Regions from separate parts of the Capra hircus genome. Here region 1 is linked to region 2. A link is a contact called in public Hi-C data. All regions are on one chromosome and are shown on one strand. Each heading gives the region's core, a stretch centred on a gene start, on an enhancer-like site or on the middle of the called end of the contact. The rest is flanking DNA. Distances are from core to core; before and after follow the strand shown. Region 1 has its middle 22 kb from the start of PTP4A2. Region 2 holds the start of SPOCD1 (SPOC domain-containing protein 1).

What was found. A called contact is a pair of places that touch in the nucleus more often than the background predicts.
Region 1: a Hi-C map of blood shows a contact between it and region 2, with 3 times the contacts expected there. The contact joins the enhancer-like site here to the promoter of SPOCD1 in region 2. A contact is called at or near these places in 3 of 5 Hi-C or Micro-C datasets (all in blood).

What each region holds. Positions count from the first base shown.
Region 1 is chr2:14,182,535-14,189,695 of ARS1.2, reverse strand. No RefSeq gene overlaps it. Among named protein-coding and RNA genes, the nearest start is that of PTP4A2, 22 kb to the right of the region's middle. Within about 2 kb of position 5,100, at least 1 of the 5 cell types and tissues checked has an H3K27ac peak or open chromatin away from gene starts, as enhancers often do.
Region 2 is chr2:14,060,110-14,067,515 of ARS1.2, reverse strand. It overlaps SPOCD1 (SPOC domain-containing protein 1), which reads left to right and starts at 3,509. Exons shown (of 15, transcript XM_018066346.1): 1 at 3,509-4,678. The coding sequence starts at 3,509.

The DNA.
Region 1 (7,161 bases), core at 3,851-6,350, 120 kb before region 2:
ACAAAGTCCTTTTTTAAAAAATAATAGCTTTATTGCCATATACTAGGTGGGTGCAAAATAATTGCAGTTTTGCACTGTTGAACTTTGCCATTTGATATTGGAATATGTTCTTAAATGTGGTTATGTTATATATCATTTTAATGCTCATTTCTCACTTCATGTTTTTTAAAAATATTTATTTATTTATATATTATTATTAGCTGAGTTGGGTCATTGTTTAAGAACACACGCTTAGTTGCACCGTGGCATGTGGGATCTGACCAAGGACTGAACCTGCGTCCTGACCAGGGATCGAACCTGCGTCCTGACCAGCGATCAAACCTGCGCCCCCTGCATCAAAAGCATGGAGTCTTAACCACTGGACCACCAGGGAAGTCCGTCACTTCATGTTTTTTTGCTAATGACTTATTATGTGGGCGTCCCTGGGGGCTCAGATGATAAAAGTGTCTGCCTGCAGTGTGGAAAACCCAGGTTCGATTCCTGGGTCAGGAAGATCCCCTGGAGAAGGAAATGGCAACCCACTCCAATACTCTTGCCTGGAAAATTCCATGGATGGAGGAGCCTGGTGGACTACAGTCCATGGGGTCGCAAAGAGTCGGACACGACTGAGTGACTTCACTTACTATGTATATTTTATATTTATTTTAGACTATGGAAATGATGTTAGACAAAAAGTAAATTTGAGCGATTTTCTTATTTGAGTTCAAAATGGGTCATAAAGCAGCAAAGACAACTCACAACATCAACAACACTTTGGGCCCAGGAACTGCTAATGAACGTACAGGGCAGTGGTGGTTCAAGAAGTTTTCCAAAGGAGACAAGAGCCTTGGAGATGAGGAGCGTAGTGGCAGGCCATCGGAATTTGACAAGGACCAACTGAGAGCAATCATAGAAGCTGATCCTCTTACAACTACAGGAGAAGTTGCTGAGGAACTCAACGTTGACCATTCTCTGGTCATTCAGCATTTGAAGCAAATTGGAAAAGTGAAAAAACTCGATAAATAGGGGCCTCATGAGCTGACTGGAAATCAAATAAATCATCGTTTTGAAGTGTCATCTTCTCTTATCCTTTGCAACAACAACGAATCATTTTTCGATTGGATTGTGATGTTCGAGGAAAAGTGGATTTTACGAGATAACCAGCGATGACCAGCTCAGTGGCTGGACAGAGAAAAAGCTCCAAAGCACTTTCCAAAGCCAAACTTGCACCAAAAACGGTCATGGTCACTGTTGGTAGTCTGCTGCTGGTCTGGTCCACTACAGCCTTCTGAATCCCAGTGAAACCATTACATCTGAGAAGTATGCTCAACATATTGACGGGATGTGCTGAAAATTGCAGTGCCTGCAGCCGGCACTGGCCAACAGAATGGGCCCAATTCTTCTCCATGCCTCCGCCCGACCGTACATTGCATAACCAATGCTTCAAAAGTTGAAAGAATCGGGCTACGAAATTTTGCCCCATCTGCCATATTCACCTGACCTCTCACCAACAGACTACTGCTTCTTCAAGCAATTTTTTGCAGGAAAAATGCTTCCACAACCAGCAGGAGGCAGAAAATGCTTTAAAAGAGTTTGTCGAATCCTGAAGCACAGATTTTTACACTACAGGAATAAACAAACTTATTTATTGTTGGCAAAATGTGCTGATTGCAATGGTTCCTACTTTGATTAATAAAGATGTGTTATAATGATTTAAAATTCATAGCCCCAAACCACAATTATGTTTGCACCAATCTCATAATTCACATACAACACAGTTCACTTTAAAGTATAAAGCTCAGTGATTTTTAGTATCTTCACACAATTGTGCCATCATCACCACACTCTAATTCCAGAAGATTTTCATTGCTCCATTATCCTTTGAAGCAAAAGATTTTCAATATTTACAAAGCCCCATTTATCTGTTTCTTTATTTTGCTGCTTGTCCTTTTGGTGTCATATCTAGGAAACTATTGCCTAATACAATGTCACAAAGATTTGCTGCTATATCTTCTTCTAAGAGTTTTGTGGTTTTAGCTTTAACATTTAGGTCTATAATATATTTTGAATTGTATATATGGTATGAGTAGGGATCCAGCTTTGTCCTTTTGCCTATGGATATCTAATTGTTTCCTTTGCACTCTTGTCTAAAAGTAATTGAGCATAAATGTAGAGGTTTATTTCGAGACTCTCATTTCTATTTCATTCCCTGATGCTGGGAAAGACTGAAGGCAGGAGCAGAAGGGGACGACAGAGGATAAGACAGTTGGATGGCATCGCTGACTCGATGGACATGAGTTTGAGCAACCTCCGGGAATTGGTGATGGACAGGGAAGCCTGGCATGCTGCAGTCCATGGGGTCGCAAAGAGTCAGACACGACTGAGTGACTGAACTGAACTGAATCTTATTTTTAAAAAAATATTTATTTGGCTGCACTGGGTCTTAGTTGCAGTGCTAGAGATCTTTAATCTTTGTTGTGGTGTCTTTAACTGGGTATGTGGAATCTAGTTCCCTGATCAGGGATCAAACCTGGACCCCCTGCATTGAGAGTGCAGAGTCTTAGCCACTGGACCACCAGGGAAGTCTCATCTTATTCTTTATTCTTGTGCAAGTACACACATTGATTATTTCAGCTATGTTAAGAAGCTTGAAATTTCCCCCCAAGATTGTTTTGACTATTCTGTGTCATTTGCATTTCCATATAAATTTTAGCATCAGCTTGTCAATTTTTGCAAAAAAAAGCCAGCTGAGATTTTGATAGGCCTTGCATTGAAACTGTAGATTAGTTTGGGGACCGTTATCATCTTACTCCCCAGAATCCCATCTGTTCATTCCAATCCATGAACAGATTTCTTTCCATTTAAGTCTTAGGTATCTTTTGGATCTTCTTTTAATCTCTTCTTTTTCCAACAATCTTTTGTAGTTTTCAGTGTATGAATCTTATACTTCTTTTGTTAAATTTATTCCTAAGTATATTCTTCTTGATGCCATTGTAAATAAATTTATTTTCTCAGTTTCATTTTCAGATAGTTCATTGCTAGTTATTATGGGCTAAATATTTGTGTCCCCGCAAAGTTCATTCATTGAAGTTCTAATCCCCAATGTGATGATGGTCTTTGGGAGATGATATGATCATGAGCATGAACCCAATGAATGGAATTAGAGCTGTTATAAAAGGGACCCCGGAGAAGACAGCTGTCTGCAGCCCAGAAGAGGATCCTCACCAGAACCTGACCGTGCTGACACCCTGGTCTCAGACTTCCAGCTTCCAGAACTGTGAAAAATAAATTCTGTTGTTTTTAAGGCACCCAATCTATGGTATTCTACGATAGCAGCCGAATGGACTAAGATACAGTGTATAGAAATTCAACTGATTTTTGTGTATATCCTGTAACCTAGCCAAACTCATTTACTAGTTCTAATAGTTTTGTGTGTGTGTGTGTGTGTGTGTGTGTGTGTGTGTATTTCTTATATGCAGAGTACATCATGCAAAATGCCAGCCTGGATGAAGAACAAGCTGGAATCAAGGTTGCTGGGAGAAATATCAATAACCTCAGATACACAGATGGCACTATCCTTATGGCAGAAAGCAAAGAAGAACTAAAGAGCCTCTTGATGAAGGTGAAAGAGGAGAGTGGAAATGTTGGTTTAAAACTAAACATTCAGAAAACGAAGATCATGGCATCTGGTCCCATCACTTCATGGCAAATAGATGGGGAAACAGTGAAAACAGTGGCAGACTTTATTCTTTTGGGCTCCAAAATCACTGCAGATGGTGATTGCAGCCATGAAATTAAAAGACACTTACTCCTTGGGAGAAAAGTTATGACCAACCTAGATAGCATATTAAAAAGAAGAAACATTACTTTGCCAACAAAAGTTCGTCTAGTCAAGGCCATGGCTTTTCCAGTAGTCATGTATGGATGTGAGACTTGGACTATAAAAAAGCTGAGTGCCGAAGAATTGATGCTTTTGAACAGTGGTGTTGGAGAAGACTCTTGAGAATCCCTTGGACTGCAAGGAGATCCAACCAGTCCGTCCTAAAGATCAGTCCTGAATATTCATTGGAAGGACTGATGGTGAAGTTGAAAATTCAATACTTTGGCCACCTGATGTGAAGAGCAGACTCATTTGAAAATACGCCAATGCTGGGAAAGATTGAAAGCGGGAGGAAAAGCGGATGACAGAGGATGAGATTGTTGGATGGCATCACTGACTCAATGGACATATGGGCTTCCCTGGTGGCTCAGAGGTTAAAGTGTCTGCCTCTAATACAGGAGACCTGGGTTCGACTCAATGGACATGGATTTGAGTAAGCTCCAGGAGTTGGTGATGGATAGGGAGGCCTGGTGTGCTGCAGTCCATGGGGTCGCAAAGAGTCAGACACAACTGAGCGACTGAACTGAACTGAACTGAGATTAGTTCTCTTTTCTTTTTGCCATCTCCAGAGATAGTCATTATTGTTATTAATTTCTAGTGTTTCCTTCCAATGTATTCTATACATATCTAAATAGAAAAGTGTACTGTTATACAGATCGTTGTTTAAGACACAACACGTTTACACTTATTGACAGTTACATATCGTGCCTGGCTTTTTTTTAACTTAACAATGAATCTTGGAGACCATTTCAGAGTGGCACATATAGATCTACCTCATTCTTTTTAACAGCTGCATACCATTCCATTTTGTCCAAATGCCCCCATACTGAGGGCTATTTAGATTGTTTGCAGTTTTGTGCTTTGCCAACAATTCTGCAACAAATATCCTTGTGCGAATTTATTTGTACATATCAAGCTGCTTTGACAAATACTTGAAAAGTAATTAGAAGCATACAAGAACAAGAGCTTTATTTATTTATTTTGGCCATACCACGTGGCATGTGAGATCTTAGTTCCCCAGCTAGCATGGAACCTTCACCCCCTGCAGTGGAAGCTCGGCAGAGTCTTAACCCCTGGACCCCCAGGGAAGTCCCAAGAGCTTTTATAATTGGGATGATTGCATTTATCTTCTTTCAACCCTGCCTTCTACTTTCTGGAATCTGAACTCCAGGCCATCAGTGCTCTTTAGCGGGCAGGAAAGTTTTTCATCACTTACTCAGTACCCCACCCTCCAACAGGCCATGACCTGGGCTAAGGGAGGCTGAGTGTAATGACTGCAAACCCATCAGGACAGTGCTGTCCACACCAAGCCAGAGGTTCCCAGGAGATTTTATATTCCAACTGCTAGAGCAAGCGGTGGTGTGCAGCACACTGATGACTGCAAGGGTAGCCAAAAGTCGCGATTCTGGGATGACCTTGGCCAATCACGATGTGACTGATGTGCTGTTTAGCTAGATCAGAACTGCCCTGTTCTGACCAGGAGAGGGCAGTAGTGGGCTGCCTAGCGTTTCTGCCAGGCTCACGGAAGGTTCCCCTCCCTGAACAAGGGGCTTCTGTCTGGAGCAGCTCCACAGAACCGGGCAGCCAGGTACGTCTCCCCGTGCATGAAGAAGGAAGGCATATTAGAGGTAATCCGGTAGAATACGTATTGAGGACAATAGAGGAGAAAATAAAATCAAGGTAACTCCCTTCCCTTATGAAAATAGCTTCATTTTTTCTCATAAATATAAACACAATGTATACACACTATGTCCATTTCAAACAATACAGGACAGTACAAAGGGAAGAAAAACACCTGAAATCCCATGGCCTGGGATAACCATTGTTCACATTGTCGGCAATATTTTTGTAACCTGCTTTTTTTTGAAGCTCAGAAAATGATGTGAACATCCATCTTTGTCTACACCTCAAATGTTAGAGGCCTTAGGGCTTGAACTTACATAAATGCTTCTTCAGTTTTCCCACCCAAGTTACCCCAAAGGCAGAGAAGATGAATGCATTGCTGGGCGAGCGGTGTGTGAGACAATGTGTGTGATGCTGGGATGAGCAGGAGAAACTTCTTTGAAACATTGTGCTTATACCTTAAACATTCACATTTTGCATTTTACATTATAATATTTGGCAAACTACTCCCTGTTTATTTTAATTTAAGAAGACTGTGTCTTTTGTTCTTCTAGTCTTTATAATATTCTGTTGTATATATGTACTAGCATCTATTAAAACAGTGTTGAACATGTCAATCATTTCCAAATTTTTTCCAATATAAACACTACTGCAATGAGCATTCTTATGCAAATGTATTTTTTGGTCTGAATTATATCATTGGAATGAGTTCCAGAATAGGCATTTATATACCCTTTTTTAAAAAAATAATTAATTTCACTCTGTCAGGCCTTAGTTGCAGCACGCAGGATCTTCCGTTGCAGCATTTGGACTCTCTAGTTGTGGTGTGCTCGGTACTTGTGACATGTGGGTTTAGTTGCTCCTCAGCACGTGGGATCTTAGTTCCCTGATCAGGGGTTAAACTCAAGTCCCCTGCATTGCAAGGCAGATTCTTAACCACTGGACCACCAAGGAAGTGCCCAGAACTGGCATTTTTAAAAATAAAGATACTCTTTGCTTCCTCAATGCTTTTGAAAATTGGGTGCACATGATGAAAAGGGTGCTGATGGGAAGAAGGCTTGTTCCCTTAAACTTCCTTGTGTAGTCCTTGTTGTTGTTCTTCAGTTGCTAAGTCGTGTCTGACCCCTTGTGACCCCATGGACTGCAGCATGCCCCCTGTCTTTCACTATCTCATGTGCACTGAGTTAGTGATGCTATCCAGCCATCTCATCCTCTGCTGCCCCCTTCTTTTGCCTTCAATCTTTCCTAGCATCAGGGTCTTTTCCAATGAGTTGGCTCTTCACATCAGGTGGCCAAAGTATTGGAGCTTCAACATCAGTCCTTCCAACAAATATTCAGCATTGATTTCCTTTAGGATAGACTGGTTTGATCTCCTCACAGTCCAAGGAACTCTCAAGAGTCTTCTCCAACTGGCACCTTTTAGTGGCCTGGTTCTAGGCTTGGACCCAACCCCTTTTTTTTGCATTCAGCACAAAATGATTACATGGCTTCTTGGTGCCCAGCACTGTGCTAAATAAAACCTTTCCACCTTATCTCATTCACTCTTAACTACCTGGTAGGGTGGGCATTATTATTCCTGTTTTATAGAGGAGGAAGCCAGTTCAGTGAATCCATGTGTTCTGGCCAAGGTTACACAGCTAATAACTGAATGTGTAGGTGTCTTGATTAGGAAGCCTAGC
Region 2 (7,406 bases), core at 2,260-4,759:
CTTAATAAAAATGCACAATGTTTTGGTGGAGAAAAATCACAAAATTGAATAGAAAGTATGGAGAGAAATAAATCAAATTTATAGGTTAGAAGATTCAGTATTATACATATTCAGTTATACCCCCAATCTGTACATTAAATGAAATTTTAGTATAATTCCAAACAGAATTCTTCAGGGAACTTGAAAAAATGGTTCTACCATTCATATGAAAGAATAAAGGTATGTAGACAACCAAGATAGTTATGAAAAATAGGAACCAAGTTGGGGATAGGACTTGCCCCCGAGGTATCAAGATGTTATCACAAGACCATAGTATTAAAATAATGGCATATTAGTTAGGAATAGAGAACTTGATCACTAGAACAGAACAAAGAATCCAGAAATAAACCCAGGCGTTACTGGGAACAAGGTATATGTCAGAGACGTCATGAATCAGTAGAGGAATCAGCAAACAATTCAGTAAAGGGCATTGGGCCAAAACCTGGCAAAACTTTACCTTGATCACTTTGTATGACAAGACATTTAGAATATCAGGAGACAGTGAGACCTGGTGGGTTTTTAAACCAATTTATTAAAAGTAAATTAAAAGAGGTTAATATAGGATTAATATAGGTTAAGGATATAGACCACATACCCAGCCCTCATTTTCCCTCATTGACATATGTTTGCTTTTTAAATTCAACATCATGTCTTTGAGATATTGGATAGGCTAAAAAGTTCATTTGGGTTTTTCTGTAACAACGTATGGAAACCTTGGCTTGAAGTAGCACTATTTGTTATCAGTCACCATTGCCCTTTTATCCTCTATGCCATGTGATACCTCTGCTTCTCCTTTCCTTGTCCAACTGTGGGAGACTTTCATTATCTAAATGGGCCAGAAAAATAGTTTACTTGGTCTTAATGGCCCTGGTCCATGTCTCTGCCATCATGACCAGGATATTCCACAGGGTGAAGTCATCTTCAAAAATTTTTCTTTAGAGCAGTAATTGTGGTCATTGGTAACATCCAATCTCACCTCTTAACCTCATTTGTGACCTTGATGGCCATATAATTAGAGTTTTCAATATAGATCACACTAGAGCTTCCTTTTTTTCCCCTTAGATTTTATTTTCTAGAAGAGTTTTAGATTTGGAGGGGAAAAAATGAAGATTGATACAGAGAGTTTCCATATACCCAGCACTCAATTTCCTTCATTAACATTTTCTTGCTTTCTAAATTCAACATCATGTCTTTAACATAAAACATCTTTATTGGATTGTTCGGGTTTTTTCATAACATCGTATGGAAACCTGTATGAACTTTTTGGTCAAGCCAATATTTAAATGTATTAATTCTAACTGAATGTAGTAATCCCATTGACTGGAAGCTTCTTGTGGTCTCGCATGGCACAAGTTTCATGCTGGGGAATTTCATCTACCTCTCAGTCAAATCTCTAGTTCTACAGTGAAAGTATTTACATAGTCATAATGTTATAAATGGGGCTTCCCTGGTGGCTCAGTGGTAAAGAATCCACCTGCCAAAGCAGGAGACACGGGTTCTGTCCCTGGGTGGGGAAGATCCCCTGGAGGAGGGAATGGTAACCCACTCCAGTGTTCTTGCCTGAAGAATCCCATGGACAGAGGAGCCTGGCAGGCTACAGTCAATGGTTTTGCAAAGAGTTGGACATGACTGAGCAACTAACACACGACAACTAGAGAAAGCCTGCGCAATCAAGACCCAGAGCAGCCAGGAATAAATTAATTATTTTAAAAAGTCAGCAACGTTTCTTTTAAAAAAGATATATACATTTATTTGGCTGCACTGAGTCTTAGTTGTGGCATGCACGATCTTTAGTTGCAGCCTGTGAACTCTTAGTTATTGCATGTGGGATCTAGTTCCCTGACTAGGGATCAAACCCAGGCCCCCTGCATTGGGAGTGTGGAATCTTAGCCACTGGACCACCAGGGAAGTTCCAGATGGAAAATTTTTTTTTTTTTTAATTTCAAGAAAGACTGCAAAAGCAAAATTTGGATTTCTTAAGCACATGCAAGATAGTCATACAGCATTTACAGTGTACAAGGAATTATACAAGTCTAGAGATGACAAGTATTGGGGAGGATGTACATAGATTACATACAATGGCTATGCCATTTGGTATAAGGGACTTGAGCATTCCAGAATTCTGGTGTGCCTGAGAATTGGAGAACTGAATTCCCCAAGCAAAGGGACGACTGTAATAGCAACTAGTCGCAAAAAATATATATAAATATAAAAGACAAAAACTGGGAGGAGCAAACAGGAAGGATCGGTAATGAAATCACACAGCAGTTAGTCAATCAACACTGTTAGCCTGGCGAGCTGCAGTCCATGGGGTGGCAAAGACAGGAACACAACTGAGCGACTGAACAACAAAGACATTAATAAACCAAGGAATAGAAGTATGAGTCTATTATTCATAATCACTGAATAAAAAAAGAAAGAAAGTTGTTCTCAAGAGCTGGGCAAGTGAGAGGACACTTTTAGGTTTTAATTTCTAACCTTCCTGTTGGGGTTGGGTGTTGCGTGTTCATCTACTAAATTATATTTGAGACAACAATAATTAAAATAAATAATTGAGAAAAAAATGTAGATCTGATTCTGATACTCCTCTAGAGGTTCAGGTACTTTCAGTAACGCCCCATTGCCGTAGGATCAAGATGAAACTCTCACGCAGGCATTCAAGGCCCTTTCTCGCCAGGCACTTCCTCCCGGGAGCCCTTGGGTGGGAGAGGGCGCCCTCTGCCGGAGCAGCGACGCCAGCACGCCCGAGGTCCCGCCCTTGGCGTATCAACAGACTCCGCCCCCATCCCTCGGGGGCTCTCCGCATCATGTGATCTCAGCCCCTTTACACCTGGGTGTCGCACCCCGAGAAGGGGAGCCCAGAGACCCCAGACCCCAGGTGAGAGCGAGTGGGTCGGTGGGTTCTGGGTTCCCTGAGCGGTGGGAGACTGCCTGGTCAGGCTGGGAACCTAATTGGGAATGTCTGTCAGGCGCAGCCCGATGTGAGGGTGATGGACAATTAACCTGAGTGATTTAGAGCTGGTCTTTTTTTCGGGGGCCGAATCCCGTGTCTTCCACTTTTTATCTGCGCGTGGCCTTGGGCGAGCCACTGGATATCAGTTTCCTCGCCTCTGGCTGCCAGCATGAAATGAAATAATGCACAGAAGTACATTATTCATAAATGATAACTTGTTTTTAAAGCTCATACAAGCAAATATGTGAACTCTCAGAAGAGGGGAAGACCTCATAAAAGGTGGCTGTAGCTCAACCCTGTTTGGAGACAGGCCTCCCCTCCCTCATCTGGGGCACTGTGTCCCGCTGGGGTGCTTATGTCAGTGGTTCCTGGGTGCCCTGGAGGTGCCACCTATAAGGGAGGCTGCCTCCGAGGTTCCCATTGGCTTGGTGTCCTGAGTGGGCCGGCAGGTCAGACCCCCCTCTTATCTCCTCACAGGGCCTGCCTTCTGCACTGGGCCCGTGGAGGCAAACAGACATGTCTCAGGAGGCGGCTCCAGTGGGCCCCAGCACGGAGGACCCCGTTCTCAGTCCCCTCAACAGCCTTGGACTTTTCCAGGAGGACATGGAAGAAACCAGCTCCATGTCAGGCCTGGCACCAGACCTGTCAGGAGAGAGCTCGGGGGACCCCGTTTGTGCTGGCAGTGGGAAGAGGGTCCTCAGGGAAGAGTCTTGTCAAGATGCCAGCTCCCAGGCAGTGGGTGCTCCTGGGGGTATCCCAGAGGCCACGGCCCATCCTGTGGTCCTGCGGCAGCAAGCTGTGGGACAGAGCTGGAATTTGGTGCCCAGCCCGAGGCTCTGCTGTCACCTACCCACAGAGCCTGCCCAGGGGAGGGCTCAGGCCTTCAAGAGGGTCCAGATTATTCTGCACGACATCTTAGCAGGAGGTTGTCCCAGGAATCTTTGTAGTGGGTGTGTGGGAGCAAGAAAGAAAAGCAGGAAGTCTGAAACCCCCTCAGAGGGTCAGGAAGGTAGCTTCTTACGGCTTGGTCAGAGCCCTAGTGGGAACAAGCCCCAGGCTGTGGGAGACCCCCTGCGAGGTGCTGACGTGGCGTCCTTGGAAGGCCCGTGCAGTCCTCTCTCTTGCAAGGGCACTGGGTCTGGGCCTGGACACCCAGGTGGAGATTGGGTGGACTGTGACTCAGGGATTGAGAAGTTTGAATATTTGCCCACTGTAAGGGGTGGGACCCCGCCAGGCAGCCCCTGGGACCCTGTGAACTCCCCTGTGCCCACTGGAGGACTGTCACTTCAGCTAGCTGCCCGGGATCCTCTCCAGAGCCCTGAGCTGTGCCCAGGAGGGTCTGGAAAGGCTTCCACAGCACAGCAAGAAGCTGAGCACATCATGAGGCCTGGCTTTGGTGATGGCCATGGTGCTTCACACAACCAGGAGGAGCTGGAGGTCGTGGCTCGACCAGTGTCTTGGGGGAGGCCAGGGCAGGGACTTGGTAACACCCCCTCCAGCTTCCTGGAGCCTGTAGCCAGCAAGGCTAGCTCAGGCCCATCCACGAGGCAGAGAAATTCCAAGTGTGCTAAACAGTTGAAAATGGACCCAGTGCCTGGTACCCAGGATCAGGGCACTAACAGATGGCCAGACAGCTCCAACCAGGACCAAACAGAAGAATCCAGCCCAGGAAGCGGTCCCAGGCTGGTAAGTTGACTCTGAGAGGTTGGGATGGGAAGGGCATCGTTATCTTTTGGTGTCAGTGAGTCGTGTCTTCAAATCCTATCTCTGCCCACTTCCTAGTTGAGTGGCCCTGGAATATTTTTTAAGCTGTTTCCTCATGTGTGAAAAGGGAATACTAGTTCCACTTTAGTGGGGTTGTTTTGAGGAATAAATGAGATGATGGTGTGAAATAACGTACTTAGCACAGCATAAGGCACAAGGTAAATCTATTTGTGTTAAATGTGCTTTTCCTTGAGTGTTGCAATAGTCCTGTGAGATAGGCATTAGCCCTATATTCGCAGGGCAAGCTGAGGCTCAGAGAAGTTAACAAACTTCCCCAAGCTCACACAGCAAGGGAGTCAGTGCCTAGCCATGTTCCCTGTATTCACTGCTTCCCTTTCCATTGTTCTTTTATTGATGATAATAATTGTCATTTTATTAATATTAATAGTCATGGTCAATATGTTTATATGCCAAGGGCAGAAAATGGCATTGCTCTGTTTGATGTATATTTCTGACATAGTTGAATTTTTTAAAAATTGAAGCATCATGTTAGTTTCAGATGTACAGCATAGCGATTCAATTATATATATGTAAGAGTTGGACACGACTGAGCGACTGAACTGAACTGAATATATATGTATATATACCAACCTAGATAGCATATTTAAAAGCAGAGACATTACTTTGCCAACAAAGGTCCGTCTAGTCAAGGCTATGGTTTTTCCAGTGGTCGTGTATGGATGTGAGAGTTGGACTGTGAAGAAAGCTGAGCGCTGAAGAATTGATGCTTTTGAACTGTGGTGTTGGAGAAGACTCTTGGGAGTCCCTTGGACTGCAAGGAGATCAAACCAGTCCCTTCTGAAGGAGATCAGCCTTGGAATTTCTTTGGAGGGAATGATGCTAAAGCTGAAACTCCAGTACTTTGGCCACATCATGCGAAGAGTTGACTCATTGGAAAAGACTCTGATGCTGGGAGGGATTGGGGGCAGGAGGAAAAGGGGGCGACAGAGGGTGAGATGGCTGGATGGCATCACTGACTCGATGGCCGTGAGTCTGAGTGAACTCCGGAAGATGGTGATGGACAGGGAGGCCTGGCATGCTGCGATTCATGGGGTCACAAAGTGTTGGACACGACTGAGCGACTGAACTGAACTGAACTGAATGTTCTTTTCAGATTCTTTTCCCTTATAGGTTATTACAAAATATTGAGTATAGTTTCCTGTTTTATGTAGTAGCTCCTTGTTGGTTACCTATTTTATGTATCATAGTCACATAGTTGAATTTTTATCCCCTTGATAGAATATGTGTTGTGTGCTGAGTGCTTTTGATTTAGTCTTCACATGAAGCCCAGAGAGGTGAGGTTACGGGCCCAAGGTCTCACAGCTGGCAAATGACAGAGCCAGCATGCAGACCCAGGCAGTCTGTCCGGAAAGCTTACTGCATTGCCTGCTTGCGCACATTCCCCACCATCATTGCAGCAGTAAAGGCCCCTGGCATGCTTACTACATGCTGGGCACTATTCCCAAGCACTTATCTTCAGTCTTCCTAACACCCTTATAGAGAAGATGCTGTTGATATATACCCATTTTAATGATGCAGACACTGAGGCTCGGACGGGTAAAGTGAGTATGTCAAGGTCAAACAAGCAAATTAGTTGAACTAGGATAGGAACCAATCAGCTGCCTGTGGTGATTTATCACTATTTGGACTATAATTACATTCGAGATACTATTACATTATCTGTGTAAATATCACTCAAAACATTAATTTTTAATAAAAAACGAATACATGTTTATCATAGAAAATAAAGAAGAAATAAAAATCCCCATAATGCCAACAACATTCAGAGCTATCTCCTGTTGACATTTTGGTGTATATATCCTTTCTTCCATTTTTTTCATATACATATATATCTTTTCTTTGCCTAGAAATGGAACCATGCAGATCAAAATTTATAACTTGATTTTTTAGGTATTAAAAATTGTTTTTACAGTGAATTTGTTGACATAGAATGAGGAAATCCCCTTTAATGTCTCCTGACCCAATTGCGCTTTGTTTGATGTTAATGGTTAGCATTCTTCCAGTCTCCTTTTTTATGAACTTCTATACATATATGAACATCTTATATTGATCATACCTTTTTATATATAAGTAGGCTCATGCCGTGCCTCATTGTTCTGGGACTTGTCCTTTGATTTTCAGATGCTTTAGAGTTTGAAGGCGTTTCCAAGTTGGCAAATCTGTGCTTTCCCTGAACGCTGCATCATGTCTGTCTACAGGCACTGCTGGGACCAGAGGGTGGGCTGGGACTTGCTTTTCTCATTTCTGGTCACTGTCCTGTAGTTAAGAGCATGAAGCTCAGAGGCTGACAGATTGGCATTCAGGCCTGGCTTTGCTGCTATCTGAATGTGACCTAGGCAAGTGGCCTCACCTTTCCGAGCATAATTTTCTCATTTGTAAAATAGAGGCAATAAATTACTTACCTCACTGGGCAGTGGTAAGGGGCAGGTGAGATGACATGTACCTATGTTCGGTAGCACAGTGCCTGGTACAAGAAAAATACTCAGAAATGTTACCTGTTGTTGACTATACTTTGTCCTCCTCCAAGGACTGCCGAGGTGAACCCCTGTGCATCTGGCTTCTCCCCATTTCAGATTATCTATGTGGGCCAGATGCCCAGAAGTGGGATTCCTGGGTCTGCAATGTTTTG